Linked DNA regions of Sus scrofa: region 2 is linked to region 1. A link is a contact called in public HiChIP or PLAC-seq data. All regions are on one chromosome and are shown on one strand. Each heading gives the region's core, a stretch centred on a gene start, on an enhancer-like site or on the middle of the called end of the contact. The rest is flanking DNA. Distances are from core to core; before and after follow the strand shown. Region 1 holds the start of DNAL1 (dynein light chain 1, axonemal). Region 2 holds the start of ZNF410 (zinc finger protein 410).

The links. HiChIP or PLAC-seq counts read pairs in DNA pulled down with a chosen protein or histone mark.
Region 2: a contact with region 1 is called in an H3K27ac HiChIP or PLAC-seq map of alveolar macrophages. The contact joins the promoter of ZNF410 here to the promoter of DNAL1 in region 1. A contact is called at or near these places in 1 of 5 promoter capture datasets (fetal liver), 1 of 47 Hi-C or Micro-C datasets (heart right ventricle) and 1 of 2 datasets of contacts at active chromatin or transcription factors (alveolar macrophages).

The regions. Positions count from the first base shown.
Region 1 is chr7:96,995,305-97,002,442 of Sscrofa11.1, forward strand. DNAL1 (dynein light chain 1, axonemal) reads left to right here and starts at 4,222. Exons shown (of 8, transcript XM_001926259.5): 1 at 4,222-4,351. The coding sequence starts at 4,349.
Region 2 is chr7:97,194,038-97,201,175 of Sscrofa11.1, forward strand. ZNF410 (zinc finger protein 410) reads left to right here and starts at 3,937. Exons shown (of 13, transcript XR_002346015.1): 1 at 3,937-4,050. PTGR2 (prostaglandin reductase 2) reads left to right here. Exons shown (of 10, transcript XM_003128657.4): 10 at 1,114-1,556. The coding sequence ends at 1,190.

The sequences.
Region 1 (7,138 bases), core at 2,972-5,471:
AGAGAGTGGGATTTTTTGGAAATAGCCTATAAGACCCTAGAAAATTTCCATACTGGGGATTAAGTTAAAGAAACAAAATAAACAGAAATTCTCAGGGTTTTTTTGGCCACTCCCACACCATGTGAAAGTTCTCCTGGCCAGGGATTGAACCCATGGTACAGCAGCAACCCGAGGCACTGCAGTGACAAGGCTGGATCCTTAACCTACTGCAACACAAGGGAGCTCCAGGATCTTTTTTTTTTTAATGAGATATTATACTTTCACAAAGCCTGTAGAACTATTTACTTAAATTTTCCAGGACTTAGACTTCGAACCAAAACACTTTCCACTTCTTGGAAGCTAATTTTCATAATTTTTTCCATTTCCTAGTGATTTCCTCATGGAGGGAAAAATATAAAAACTTTTATATGTTTACAACTTCAGCATAGCCTGTTTGTCTATTTCACCCACAACAATAAACCCATTTGACCAAAACGGGTATTTCTTCTCAAAGCAGATAGGCAAATGTTTAAAAAACAAAAAAGATAAATTATACAACTAGAATTTGGTTTAGAAAATGTTAGCTGAGTATCATAGTCCATTAAATGTTCTGTCATATAATCCAGGATTAAACTACTCTCCTGTAGAGATAGTCCTTTTCCTGGTTTAACTTTGACATGTTTCATGATGAAGGGTTAAGTGAATCTTGAGTGAGTCTCCTGTCTTGTCAAGGTTTTGCTACTCTGGCTTTGCCATATTTTGGCTATGAAGATCTACCTCCAATCATAAAAGACTTAAATTTAGATTACTTTGAGGAAACAGCTACATTTGTGCAAAGTCACTCAAAGGTAAGTGGAATGGTAGAGAGAAATGTATTTAAAATGGACTCATTTGGCAAATGAAAACCACAGTGTGTTAGCACCTCATACCTGTTGGAAAGGCTGTCATCAAATAGATAAGAAGGAGTTTCCGCCGTGGCTCAGTGGGTTAAGAATTCAGCTGCAGCAGCTTGGGTCACTGTTGGTAGGAATGTAAATTGGTACAACCACTATGGAAAACAGTATTAAGTTTCCTCAAAAAACTAAAAAAAAAAAAAACCAAAAAACAAACAAACAAACAAAAAACTACCATATTATCCACCAATCCCACTCCTGGGTGTCTAGGCCGAGAAAACCATAATTTGAAAAGATATATGCACCCCAGTGTTCATTGCAGCACTATTTACAGCAGTCAAGACATGGAAACAACCTAGGTATCTATTGACAGCAGAATGGATAAAGAAGATGCAGTGCATATATACAATGGAGTATTACTCAGCTATATAAAAGAGCGAAATGATAACATTTGCAGCAACAAGGATGGACCTAGAGATTATCGTACTAAGTGAAGTAAGTCAGACCTAGGAAGACAAACATCATATGATATCACTTATATGTAGAATCTAAAAAAAGCATACAAATGAATTTATGCAGAACAGAAGCAGATGCATAGATTTTGAAAACAAACTTATGGTTACCAAAGGGGACAGATAGGTAAAGGGGTGGATTGAGGGTTTGGGACTGCCATATGCACACTGTGGTATATAGAATGTCTAGCCAATGGGGAACTGCTGTATAGCACAGGGAACTCTACCCTATACTCTGTGATGGTCTATATGCAAAGGAATCTGAAAAAGAATGGATGTGTGTGTATGTATAACTGAATCACTTTGTTGTACAGCAGAAATTATCAAAACACTGTAAATCAACTATACTTAAAACTTAAAAAAAAGTGAGCAAACATAGCAAAACAGAAACAGAATCATAGATACAGAGAACAAGCAGGTGTTTTCCAAGGGGGAGAGGGAGGAGGAGAAATAGGTGAGGAAGATTAAGGAGTGAAAACTTCTAGTTGTAAGATAAATGAATCACAGGTGTGAAGTGTACATTGTGGGGAATATAGTCATAATTATATAGTATCTTTTTAAAAATTATATAATTATATAATATCTTTGTATGATGTATAAAAGAATCCTGGAGATATAGGATTTAGTCTTACCAATTTTCAAATCAGTTTTTTTTGTCTTTTGTCTTTTTAGGGCCGCACCAGCAGCATATGGAGATTCCCAGGCTAGGAGCTTAATGGGAGCTACAGCTGCCAGCCTACACCAGAACCACAGCAATGCCAGATCTGAACCTTGTCTGCAACTTACACCACAGTTCACAGTAACACCGGATCCTTCACCCACTGAGTGAGGCCAGGGATCGAACCTGAAACCTCATGGCTCCTAGTGGGATTCATTTCTGCTGCACCACGAAGGGAACTATTTGTCTTCTTTTTGTTCAATCTCCAGGTCAAAGGTCCAAACATGGGAGCGACTGGTTCTGGCAAAAAGTCAGAGTGGGTGTTTCTGTGGCAAGGTTTCTCCCAAATACAGCTGCAGTTGTGAGCATCAGTGACTGCATCTCTAACACAACTACTGCCCGTACATGTGGTAGATTAATCCTGTCAGGACTGCCTTTTAACCTAGACAAAATCTCTGTCACTGATTCAGGAGTATATGATGTTAAAGAAACAATGGAAGACCCCTTGGATCCAGCCTATCGGGAAAGGTGTATGCCCTTTGAAAACGCCAGTGCCCATTTCCTTTTTATCATGAGCAAGGATGGCAGGCCTTGGAAGGGCTCTGCTTATGGTGATGTAGCATCTCACAGAGCACAGGAAGATAAATTAGGTTAAGGATCTGGTGTTGTCACTGCAGTGGCTTGGGTCACTGCTGTGGTGCAGATTCAGTCCCTGACCTGGGAACTTCCACATACCTCAGGCAAAACCAAAAAAGAAAACAGACAAGCAAAATAATCATTGTATTAGTTGGCTCGTGTTGCAAGTCATAAAAATACCACAGACTGGGTGCTTAGCAGAAGTTTGTTCTCACAGTTCTAGAGGCTAGAAATGCAAGATCAAGGAACAGATAGGCTTGGTTTTTGGTGAGGCCTCTGTTCTTGGCTTACAGATGACCACCTTCCCACTGTGTCCTCCCACGGCCTTTTCTTTTTGCATACCATTCCCAGTGTCTTTTCCTGTTCCTATAAGGACAGTAGTCCTTATTGGATTAGAGCCCCAGACTTATGGTCTCATTTAACCTTAATTTTGAGGGGACACAATTCAGTCCATAACAGCCATTAAACACTCATGATATCCTTTCAGTTACGTATATATGGTGTGCTATGTGTAATTTTTAAGAGGATGATACCATTTTGTTTGGTAACTTGCATTTTAATACATCATGACTATCTTTGCATGTGAATAGATGCATTCCAGCAACAGTTAATTTTTATTTATTTTGTATTTTTTTCTCCCTTTTTTGCCACACAGGCAGCATATGGGAATTCCTGGGCCAGGGATTGAACCTAGGCCTCACAGCGGCAACCAGAGCCACAGTGGAGAGAACACAGGAGCCTCAACCAGCTAGGCCATCAGAGAACTCCCTCGGCAACATTTTAAATGGAAGTATTTATTTCACTTTTTGGATGCTTAATAATACCTCTTCTCTTTTGTTGACATTGGGTTTTCTTTCTGCTATTAAAACTCTGAATGTATATCTCTGTGCATTTGTCTGATTATTTCTTCAGGATGAAGTCCCAGAAGTGGAACTGCAGGGTCATAGAAGTGCAAAAGTTTTTAAAGCTTTTAAAACATTATTGCCAACAGCCTCGGGAAAGGCTTATCAATTACAAACAGCAGTGTATGTATGTGTCCCCCCTTCTCCATACCCCTAGCAACTCTGGGTATTTTTACGATTTTTGGCTAATTTGATAGTTGGGGGTAAAAAAAGGAAACCTTGGTTATGTAAAACCAACATTTCATGCTTTCGGCCGCCTTAAGGGGTTGGGGGAAGCTAACTGAAGAAATTCAGCCGCGTCCAGGTATTCTCAGTCAGACGGCCAAGTGAATGACAGCAAGGAGTCAAGAAACGGGAAGGGCAATCTGCAAGGGCAATGGATTTTTAAAGTTCCTTCATGGGAGGGGCAATTGTTACTGGGAGGTTTTAAAGTTTTAAAATGTAGGCAGGTACGTCACTCTAGATTAGCTGAAATTACTTTCACAACAGAAAAAGCCATCTCTTGACCTCTCTACGAAGTTAAGCTGCCGAGCCCTCCTGACGTCACCAGTAGCTGCCCTGCAGTCTCTGGGAAGCAGGCAGCCGTGGAGCGGGAGGACCCAGGCGAAGGTCGCGCAGTCCCACAATGCCCCGCTCGCGCCACCCTGAGGGCGGAGAGAAAAGATCGCTGCCGGGGTAGAGATCCGCGGCGAGCTCCGAGAAGTGCGCGTGCGCACTGACCCCGGCGGGGCCCTAGCAACCAGAGCAGTGACAGTAGCAACCGCCGGAATGGTGAGTACCCTCCAGGCCTCGTAGCCAAAGCCGAGAGAAGATTGGAAATGAAAAAGGGAAACGGCGGAGAGTGGATGGTGGGGATGATCCTCGAACAGTGGAAGGGAGCCGGATGCTAGCTCGGTGGATTCAGAGGCCTGAGGGAAAAGAGAAGCCGTGGCACCGGGTGGTCTGGGGTGAAGGACGGCCTGGGTCGGGTTGGAGGTTGGTTTAATGTGGAGAGACTCTGGCAGAGAAAGGGGAGGGCACAGAGCAGAAAATTCTCGAAAAAGAGCGCTCTAGAGTGGGAAAGGCGATGGAGGGCAGAGTGTGAATAAGGATATCTTTTTACAGAGAAGTAAAGTCCCCCTGGTGAGATGGGGTGTGTGTGTGTTGGTTACCAGAGGAATATGTGTAACACTGAGTGCCGTATTTGTAACCTGTGATGTGCTCAGGTTGCCTTCTGAATGCCTGTCAGTTCAGTTATTAGTGACATTGTAAAACCCTCTCTAGATAGAGTATATTAGGGTAGTGTTTCTCAAATTTCAGTATGCATAGGTATGACTTTGGCCTAAATCGGAGTGCAGATTATGAATTTTTTATATAATGGGGTTCAGGAATATGCATTTCAAGTGAATCTAAAATCGAAGGGCGCCCCACAACACTTTGAGAAATACTGCTGTCTTGGTCATGAAATCTATCAGCAATCTATCCAATCAAAGCTCTTAATGAATTAATGATTTTACCTAGTGATGCTCCTCAACTCTTACAGTGAGCACTGTCATGCTTACATACTTGGTAGTTCTAACTAGTAGTTTAAAAAGGAATGTTGTTGATTGGTTACAGACCCCGCCAAAGCTGTTTAGCAAAGTATGTGATTTTCCTGCCTGTTGAGATGTTTGTAAAAATAAGTTTAACTAGTTTTCTTCTTTTCGTGATTCCATTACTATGTAAGTGGACAGACATTGAAACGATGAGGAAACCATGCCTGCCCTCAACCATGAGATTAAATGCTACTCTTTAAAAAAGTTTTCCCCTCTGCTTTCCTTACTTTATTCCACAGATGTTTAGCTGAAAACCAAGGAAAGTAAAAAATTCTGGAATCTAGATTTATATTCAGGTAAAGGAATAACCAGCCCTAAATAATTCTGGAAGGATGAACTCTGAGAATTATCAAATAAAGAATCAAAACTAGTAATTAGAGAGAGCAAACTTCCAGTTCGGGGTCCCTCTAGAAATACATAAATACAGTCCCACAAATGTTTTTAATTTTAAAAAATTAGCTTCCAATGTCATGAAATGATATTTTACATCATAACATAGATTTCTGACTTCTTTGAAAAATCAGAAATTGGACACTTTTTTCATAGTTTTGTATTATGAAATATGATGGTGTGATATAATTGACTGCATCTTTTTTTTCTTTTTTTTTTTTTGTCTTTTTGCTATTTCTTTGGGCCGCTCCCATGGCATATGGAGGTTCCCAGGCTAGGGGTCGAATCAGAACTGTAGCCCCCAGCCTAAGCCAGAGCCACAGCAACGAAAGATCCGAGCCAGGTCTGCGACCTACACCACAGCTCACGGCAATGCCAGATCCTTAACCCACTGAGTAAGGGCAGGGACCGAACCCGCCACCTCATGGTTCCTAGTCGGATTCATTAACCACTGCGCCACGACGGGAACTCCAGCATCTTTTTTTAATGGTACATAAGTGTATTACTTTCCATGAATGAAGTTTTCTTATTTGAGAAAATGTAATATTAGGGTAAGTTTTTTTTTTTGGTTTTTTTTTCTGTCTTTTTGTCTTTTAGAGCCGCACCAGCGGCTTATGGAGGTTCCCAGGCTAGGAGTGGAATCGGAGATGTAGCCACTGGCCTATACCAAAGTCACAGCAACTCGGCATCTGAGCCACGTCTGTGACCTACACCACAGCGCATGATAACGCCCACTGAGTGAGGCTAAGGATCAAACCTGTGTCCTCATGGATTCATTTCCTCTGAGCCACAATGGGAACACCCAAGAATACTTTTAATGTTACCTTACTAATTGGGCCAACTTGACCACCTTATTTAAAATAAATGTCCTGCACACATATATACACACATCCTAATACTCCTTACCAAGCTCAGCTTTTTCTTTTTCCTTAGTAATTGTTACCTCCTAAATATACTATACTGTATTATTTATTTATTTATCGTATTTATTATTTACCATCTGTCTCCCACCAATAGATGTAAATTCCATGAAGGTAGGGATCTTTGTTTTGTTCACTGATCTATCCAAAGCAAGTGAAAGAATGTTTCTTTCACTATTGATTACATAGAAGGTAATCAATGAGTATTTGCTCAAATAAATTAATTCCTCCATTAAGTATGGTATTTGTTAAAGCTTTTTGATATGTAGCTTTTATCATGTAAGGAATTTCACTTTAATCCTTAGTTGAGAGTTTTTACTGACATATAGAACTTTATCAAGTGCTTTTTCTGTACTTTTCTGTAATAATATGATTTTCCCCCTTTAATCCACTAATAAATGATTTACACATATAGATTTTTCTGTTGTTAAACAATCCTTATGTTCCTGGAATATGCCGTTTTTGACCATGATAATTATACACCATTGGCTTTCAGAGATCTAATATTGTATCTAGGATTTTCAAATCTGTGTGCAAAGTAAAGCGGGCTCCTTATCTGGTTATGGCATCAAGGTTATTCTAGTTTCATAAAATATGGTGGCAGTGTCTCCTTTTTGTGGTTTTCGAAACAACTTGTATAACAAGGAATATCTATCTGTTCCTTGAAAGCTTGG
Region 2 (7,138 bases), core at 2,687-5,186, 200 kb after region 1:
ATGAAAAAATGTAAGAATTGTGAAAGCCATTTAGCCTCGAGGTAGCTTTTTCAGGCTGAATGGTATGGTTCTAAACCATTTTAAGATTACATTAAGGAAATTTTCAAAATTTAGGCTTTTTAAAATATATTTGGTTATCATGTCTATTAAATAGAAACAAATTTCACTTACATAACAGATGTGTATTTACTTAGTAAAACTTTATGAGTAGATTTCTAATACTTTTAAATTATTTAAAAATTGTTTTTGCTGAGGAGTTCCTGGCGTGGCTCAATGGTTAATGAATCCGACTAGGAACCATGAGGTTGCAGGTTAGATCCCTGCCCTTGCTCAGTGGGTTAAGGATCCGGTGTTGCCGTGAGCTGTGGTGTAGGTTGCAGACTTGGCATGGATTCCGCATTGCTGTGGCTCTGGCGTAGGCCGGTGGTTACAGGTCCGATTAGACCCCTAGGCTGGGAACCTCCATATGCCTTGGGTGTGGCCCAAGAAATTGCAAAAAGACAAAAAAAAAAATTGTTTTTGCTGATGTTTATACTCATACTTTTTTTTTTTTTTTTTTTTTTTTTTTTTTTTGGTCTTTTTGCCTTTTGAGGGCTGCTCCCATGGCATATGGAGTTCCCAGGCTAGGGGTCTAATCGGAGCTGTAGCCACCAGCCTACTCCGGAGCCACAGCAATGCGGGATCCGAGCCGCGTCTTCGACCTACACCACAGCTCACGGCAACGCCGGATCGTTAACCCACTGAGCAAGGGCAGGGATCTAACCCGCAACCTCATGGTTCCTAGTCGGATTCGTTAACTGCTGAGCCACCATGGGAACTCCTATACTCATACTTTTTTGCCTCTAGTCTTCAGACTCTGTAACAGTGAATATGGATATAGATACAAATTAAACATTTCTAGTTTAGGTAAAAACAAATCTTTAAAATGTTAATTGGGTTAGTTTTTCCTGTAACTTTGCCAGTGTTATACTTGAGGTTTCTTTTCATGACGCTTTCCTTCTATACTTAAAATTATTGAAGAAATTATTCTAATTAATAATGTTGCCTGACATAATGGTAAAGATGTATAATGACACTTATGTTTTCAGATAACCTAGTTTTTTTCCTTTCCAGCTGCATTCCAGTCCATGATGACAGGTGGTAACATCGGAAAGCAGATAGTTTGCATCTCAAAAGAAACCTCTTTGTAATCTCTACAGATATCTTTGTAAAGGAAATACAGATTTATTTCCATTTGCACAAAGAAGATTGTTCAAGATACATTAAAAAATCTTAAGAGTACAGATAACTTTTGATTTAAATGTGACCATAGGTGGTATTTTCTTAGTTGCACATCATAATTCTTTCCTGTATCCTCAATATTATATGTGTACTCTACATCCAGTTATTTGTAATTGAATTCATTGTGATCTACTTTTTTTCTTTTGCTAAAATATGATATTTCTATCATATTCTGAAATCACTAGAGATTTGGTATGTTTAATAGATCATATGAAATAGATTTTTTTAATTAATGGCTTTTATTTAAATAAAATGCTTGAGAAAGCACATAGTGACCTGGAAATGCTTTGCGTAATTCTTCAACTGAAACTTGATGTAAGGGTAGAATTGGGATAGTCTTTCCATACTGTATGTGAGAAAGGCTTAATGGCAGAGTATGTGTGTGTAGGGGCCTGGAGGAATCCAGAGCTTATGGAGCACTTTTTGGGATAAGAGAGCAAAGGCTTTGTGTTGGGAGTAGTATGGGAAGTTAAGTAACTAAGGTTAGTTAGGTTGATGGAGGGTCTAGATTTACTGTAGAAGATGACCTACTTGTGTTTTGCTAATTAATTCACTATATTGCCTAAAAATTCATATATATATGGAACTCCAATTCACATATATACTGATAAAAGCATATGTTTATTTTTGGTTAGCAGGCACATGCTATCAAATAGTTACAAAGATTTCCAGGACTGGAGTTCCTGTCATGGCTCAGTGATTAACAAACCCGACTAGTCTCCACGAGGATGAAGGTTAGATCCCTGGCCTCACTCAGTGGGTTAAGGATCCAGCATTCCGTGAGCTGTGGTGTAGGTCGCAAGACATGGCTCATATCTCACATTGCTGTTGCTGTGGCTGTGGCATAGACCCCTAGTCTGGGAACCTCCATATGCCAAGAGTGTGGCCCTAAAACACAAAAGACAAAAAAAAAAAAAAAGAAGATTTTGAGGACAAATAGATATAGACATCACGTTGAGTTTTAAGTGATGAAAAAGATTTAAAGGACAAATACCCCAGAAAATGACAGGACTGACAGCAAATTAACAATAGTTGTAAACATGAATGTTAAAGATCTACTAATGTACTTCTAAATAAGAGGTTTGTTTTATTAATTGTCATCAACCTTTTAATATGGTAAAATTGAGGCTATTTTCCTGAATGTTGTGCTGGTTTTTTTAAGGATCCAGCAACTCAGGATCCTTAACCCACTGATCAAGGCCAGGCATTGAACCTGCATCTTCGTGGATACTAGTCGGATTTGTTAACTGCTGAGCCACAAGCCACGACAGGAACTCCCTGTTGTGCTGGTCTACGGTCAGCTATTTACAAACTGCAATATACTTCTGTGTAGATTCGAACCATGTTAGTAATCAGTCACTCCAGTTAACCTCAGTGGCCTTCACGTCTTTGTTTTATATACTTTTCCTGGACCATTTCATCCCTAGAGAGGGCTTCATCTCTTGTCTGTATGTTGATAACTCCCAATTTTATATCTTTCTTCTTCTTTTTTTTAAGGGCCGCACCTACAACATACGGCCGGTGGCATATGGAGGTTCTCAGGCCAGGGGTCCAATCAGAGCTGTAACCGCCAGCCTACACCAGAGCCACAGCAATGCAGGATCTGAGCCATGTCTTTGACCTACACTGCAGCTCACAGCAACACCAGATCCTGAACTCACTGAGCAAGGCTAGGGATTGAACCCCCATCCTCATGGATGCTAATCAGGTTCATTAACCATTGAGCTACATAGGGAGCTCTCCAACTTCTTATCTTATTTCTGACCTCTTGAGCTAGGGACCTTTACCTCCAAGTAAATATCCTATAGGCCCCTAGGATAGATAAACTCTACTTATCTAAAGAGGAATTATCTTCCCTTGAAACGTGTTGCTTCTTTGTTTATAAATCACCATCTGTTTGTGTACTCAAACTACCTCTCTAGTTTCTTTAGCCTTTATCCTTGAAAGTAGGTATCTATCCTTCTTAGAGACGCCTTTAATTCCCACTGCCACTATCCTCGTTGAGTCCCTCCCTCATCCTTTGGCACACAGCAAGTACTCAAAAAAGTAACTTCACAAAGTCAAATACATAAAGCTCTAACAAGTTGTAGCACCCAGCCTGAAACTCAAGTGTTCTAGCCTCCGTCTGGATATCCGAGAACTCGTTACATCCTAATGTACTGAGAGAACCCAGACTCTGGGGAATTCACATTGCAGAAAAAAGTTATACACGTAAGTCTCAATTCTTCTTGCGAGCAGTATGCAATGCAAAACTAGATTCTGCAAGTTCCCTTCTCCAGCAGTGAAGCTTGGAGGTCCTCTTCACTGAGAACTTTGATAAATATTTAAGTGGTGATCTTTTCCTTCTTGCTTGCCTCCGATGGAACTTGTACTGATCTCAGCTGACAGGAAAAACTACCCCGTCCGCTGCAGCAGGGAAGCAGTGACGTCACGGCTAGACTTTAACGATCCGTTTTTTTCGGGCTTCGCAGACCAAGGAGCTCCAAAGGCCGAGAGGGAATGAGTGGGAGGCGGGAGACCCAGTTCCTTCCCTCCCAGAACCAAGTCCTGCGCTACCAGCTTGGCCCTCTCAGGCCAGCGGCCCTCGGGCTAGAACCCCTGGCCAGGCGGCCATCACCGGACTCGGAGGCGAGCGAGTGGGCGTGTGCGTGGGGGGCGGCCAAACTTCCTGTCCCGCGGTCGAGCTGCTTCCGGCGGGAGCCGGAAGACGCTGTGTGTGGACGGAATTCGAGACCGAGTGACGGACGGACGGCTGCCCGGGACAGGAAGGTGAGCTCTAGGGTGGGCCCGACCGCACCCGCTTGGCTGGACGGTTCTCGAGAGGGAGCGCGCCAGTGCCGGCTCCTCGGGAGCTCGGGCCGAGTTCGACCCCGGAGGGGTTTGGGAATCCGCCCCCAGGGGCACCCACCTGGATCTGGCGCTACCGGGAGCGGCCGGTCTGAAGCCCCACAGCTTCAGCTCTTCCTCTCGCGGGTTTTTGGGGCCTACATTTTGGCTCCTTTGCCTGGTTTTGGGGATGGGGGGAACAACACAAACCCGGATAGCTCGAGTCAGCGAGTGGCCGGGGCCGGGGCCGGGGCGGGGGCTCCCGGACAGCCCCCTAAGCGGGGCCTGCCCACGGACCTTAGGCCCCTTCACTAGGCCATTTGTAATAGGTGAATGAGGATGCCAGGGGGACTCTGCCCTGGACGTTTCAGTCCAGATGCACCCTCTTTCTTATGTCCACTTGCTTTCTGTGTCTGGAAGAAGGAAGGCTGCCAATTCCAAGGGGCTGGGCCGCTGGTTTCTTCTTCGCCTGTCATTTCAGGGCAAGGGTGTGGACTGTGAGTGTTTACAGCCTGTATTCATTTAGCAGGTAGAATTTATCCTCTGAAGTTTTTTTCATGGGAAAGAATTCTACTAGTTTATTAAAGTTTATCCCACTTCCGCACGAGGCTCTGAAACGCATTTAGGAACAATTTGAAAGTAAAATATTATTAACTTGGAACTTAAGAATTTTCGCTTTTCTCTCACTTTGGGGACAAGGGTCCGTGCAACATATATTTGCTAAGAGAATAAAAGAAACATTTTGAAATAAAGCCAAAGGCATTTTGTTATTGTTAAGGAGTGAGAAATTCTACTTTGTGTTATCTTTATGTGGAACAAAGTCAACTAACTTGCAGTCAAAGGATTTAGGTTCTAGTTTTTCAAGTTTTGCATCTAAGTGGATGTCTAATTTTTGGCAAGTTACTTAGTCGCTAACTTTGCGCCTTTTTTTCCCCCTCTGTAAATGAAGGGGCCTACCTATTCATTCAGGAGATATTTCCTGAATGCTTAGTTTGTACAAAGCATCTTGCTAAGTTAATGGGAGAAGGATGAATAAATTCTTTGAACCTTAACCATTGAAAAAAAATATTCAGGTAGATAACTAATACCCAAGGCAAAATGAAATAATTGCTAAAGAGAAGTTAAACTATGTGCTGTGAGAACATAGAGGGAAGGAAGTTTTGTTCTGACTGGGGGAAAGGGATCAGTCTTCATGGAGGATGGCATTTGAGTTGGATTTTATTTTATTTTTATTATTTTTTATTATTATTATTATTTTTGTCTTTTTGCCTTTTCTAGGGCCGCTTCCCCCGGCATATGGAGGTTCCCAGGCTAGGAGTCTAATCAGAGCTGCAGCTGCTGGCCCACCCCACAGCCACAGCAGTGCGGGATCTGAGCCGCATCTGCAACCTACACCACAGCTCATGGCAACCTTCCTTGGATAAGGTGATCCTTAACCCACTGAGCAAGGCCAGGGATCAAACCCACAACCTCATGGTTCCTAGTCGGATTCGTTAACCACTGCGCCACGATGGGAACTCCTCGAGTTGGATTTTAAAGCCTGGAAAGGATTTCAAAAGCTCATAACTGGATTGGAGAATTTTATTACTGGAGGGTCTTATTACTGAAGAACTACTATTGAGCACTGAAATAGGTTGGAATGTTCATTTAGTAGCCAATCCATTGTGTACCTGGAGTAAAGGTTCATTGAGAAATATAGTGGATGCCACAACTGGAACAGTATTTGGGGGCTTGTCGTTGAATATTTCAAATGCCATGCTTAGAGACTTGACTTGTTATTCCAAGGCACTTAACTTTGAGTAAGGGGAGTGACATAAGCATTCCTGTGTTTTGGAAAGATTATTCGAGTGTCTGCAAAAAAAGATGGATTGGAAAGAGGGATTTTATGGGCAAGATGGCCAGTTAGAAGCCTTTTTTTTTTTTTTTTTTTTTTGTATTTTTTGCTATTTTCTTGGGCCGCTCCCGCAGCATATGGAGGTTCCCAGGCTAGGGGTCTAATCAGAGCTGTAGCCACCGGCCTATACCACAGCCACAGCAACGCCAGATCCGAGCCTCGTCTGCGACCTACACCACAGCTCACGGCAACGCCAGATCCTTAACCCACTGAGCAAGGGCAGGGATCGAACCCGCAACCTCATGGTTCCTAGTCGGATTCTTTAACCACTGAGCCACAACGGGAACTCCGAAGCCTTTTTTTAATGGTATAGTTGAAAGATAATGAAAAACCTAAGCAGAGCATTATGGTAGGAATACATTTGGGGGAATCAGAACCACTGGTTATTTAAATATGGTGGATGAGAGAGATTGTTCAATCCCTGAAATTTGCAGCTGAGTGGGAGGAAAATTAGGGAGTAATTGAAATGGATAAGACAGGAAGAAGAACAGGTTTAGTGGGCAAGATGACAGTCTAGATTTTGGACTTTTTACATGTAAGATGGATATCCACATGGCAATATGTAGCAATAAGTTAAAAATGAAAATTCAGAGTTCAGAAGGGAAGTCAGGAGTAGAGATAAAATTTTGGACATCATTTTCAGTGTCATTCATTCATTATACAATTTCTTATTCCGCGCCTACTAGCTACTTACAGGGAAGCTTGTATAAAAGCCATTTAAGCTCATAGTAAAGACAGTCTTAGAGCTTCATAGTATCAGAGTGACTCGTGAAAACCTAAATTACTTAGAAATTACGTGCAGAACTTTGCCAGGTAATAGGTGATAGGTTCTGGGTGTAGGGAGATATAGTAGTGAACAGATTAGTTCCTGCCCTTGTTTATGGAGCTTAAAATTTAGGGAGTGGCCAGACAAAAAGTAAATACTATATAAAAACAAATAAAAGAATTAGAAATTGTGGTAAGTGACAGTAGGGATAGAAAATAAAGGTGGGTGTTGGGGAACTTTCCTTGGATAAGGTGATCAGGGCAAGTCTTTCTACCTGAGTTGATAGTTATTCAGAGCCCTGAAGAATGAAAAAGAGCTAAACAATGGAAGAGAAAGTATTCCTAGGTAGTAGGAAATGACACATGCAGATC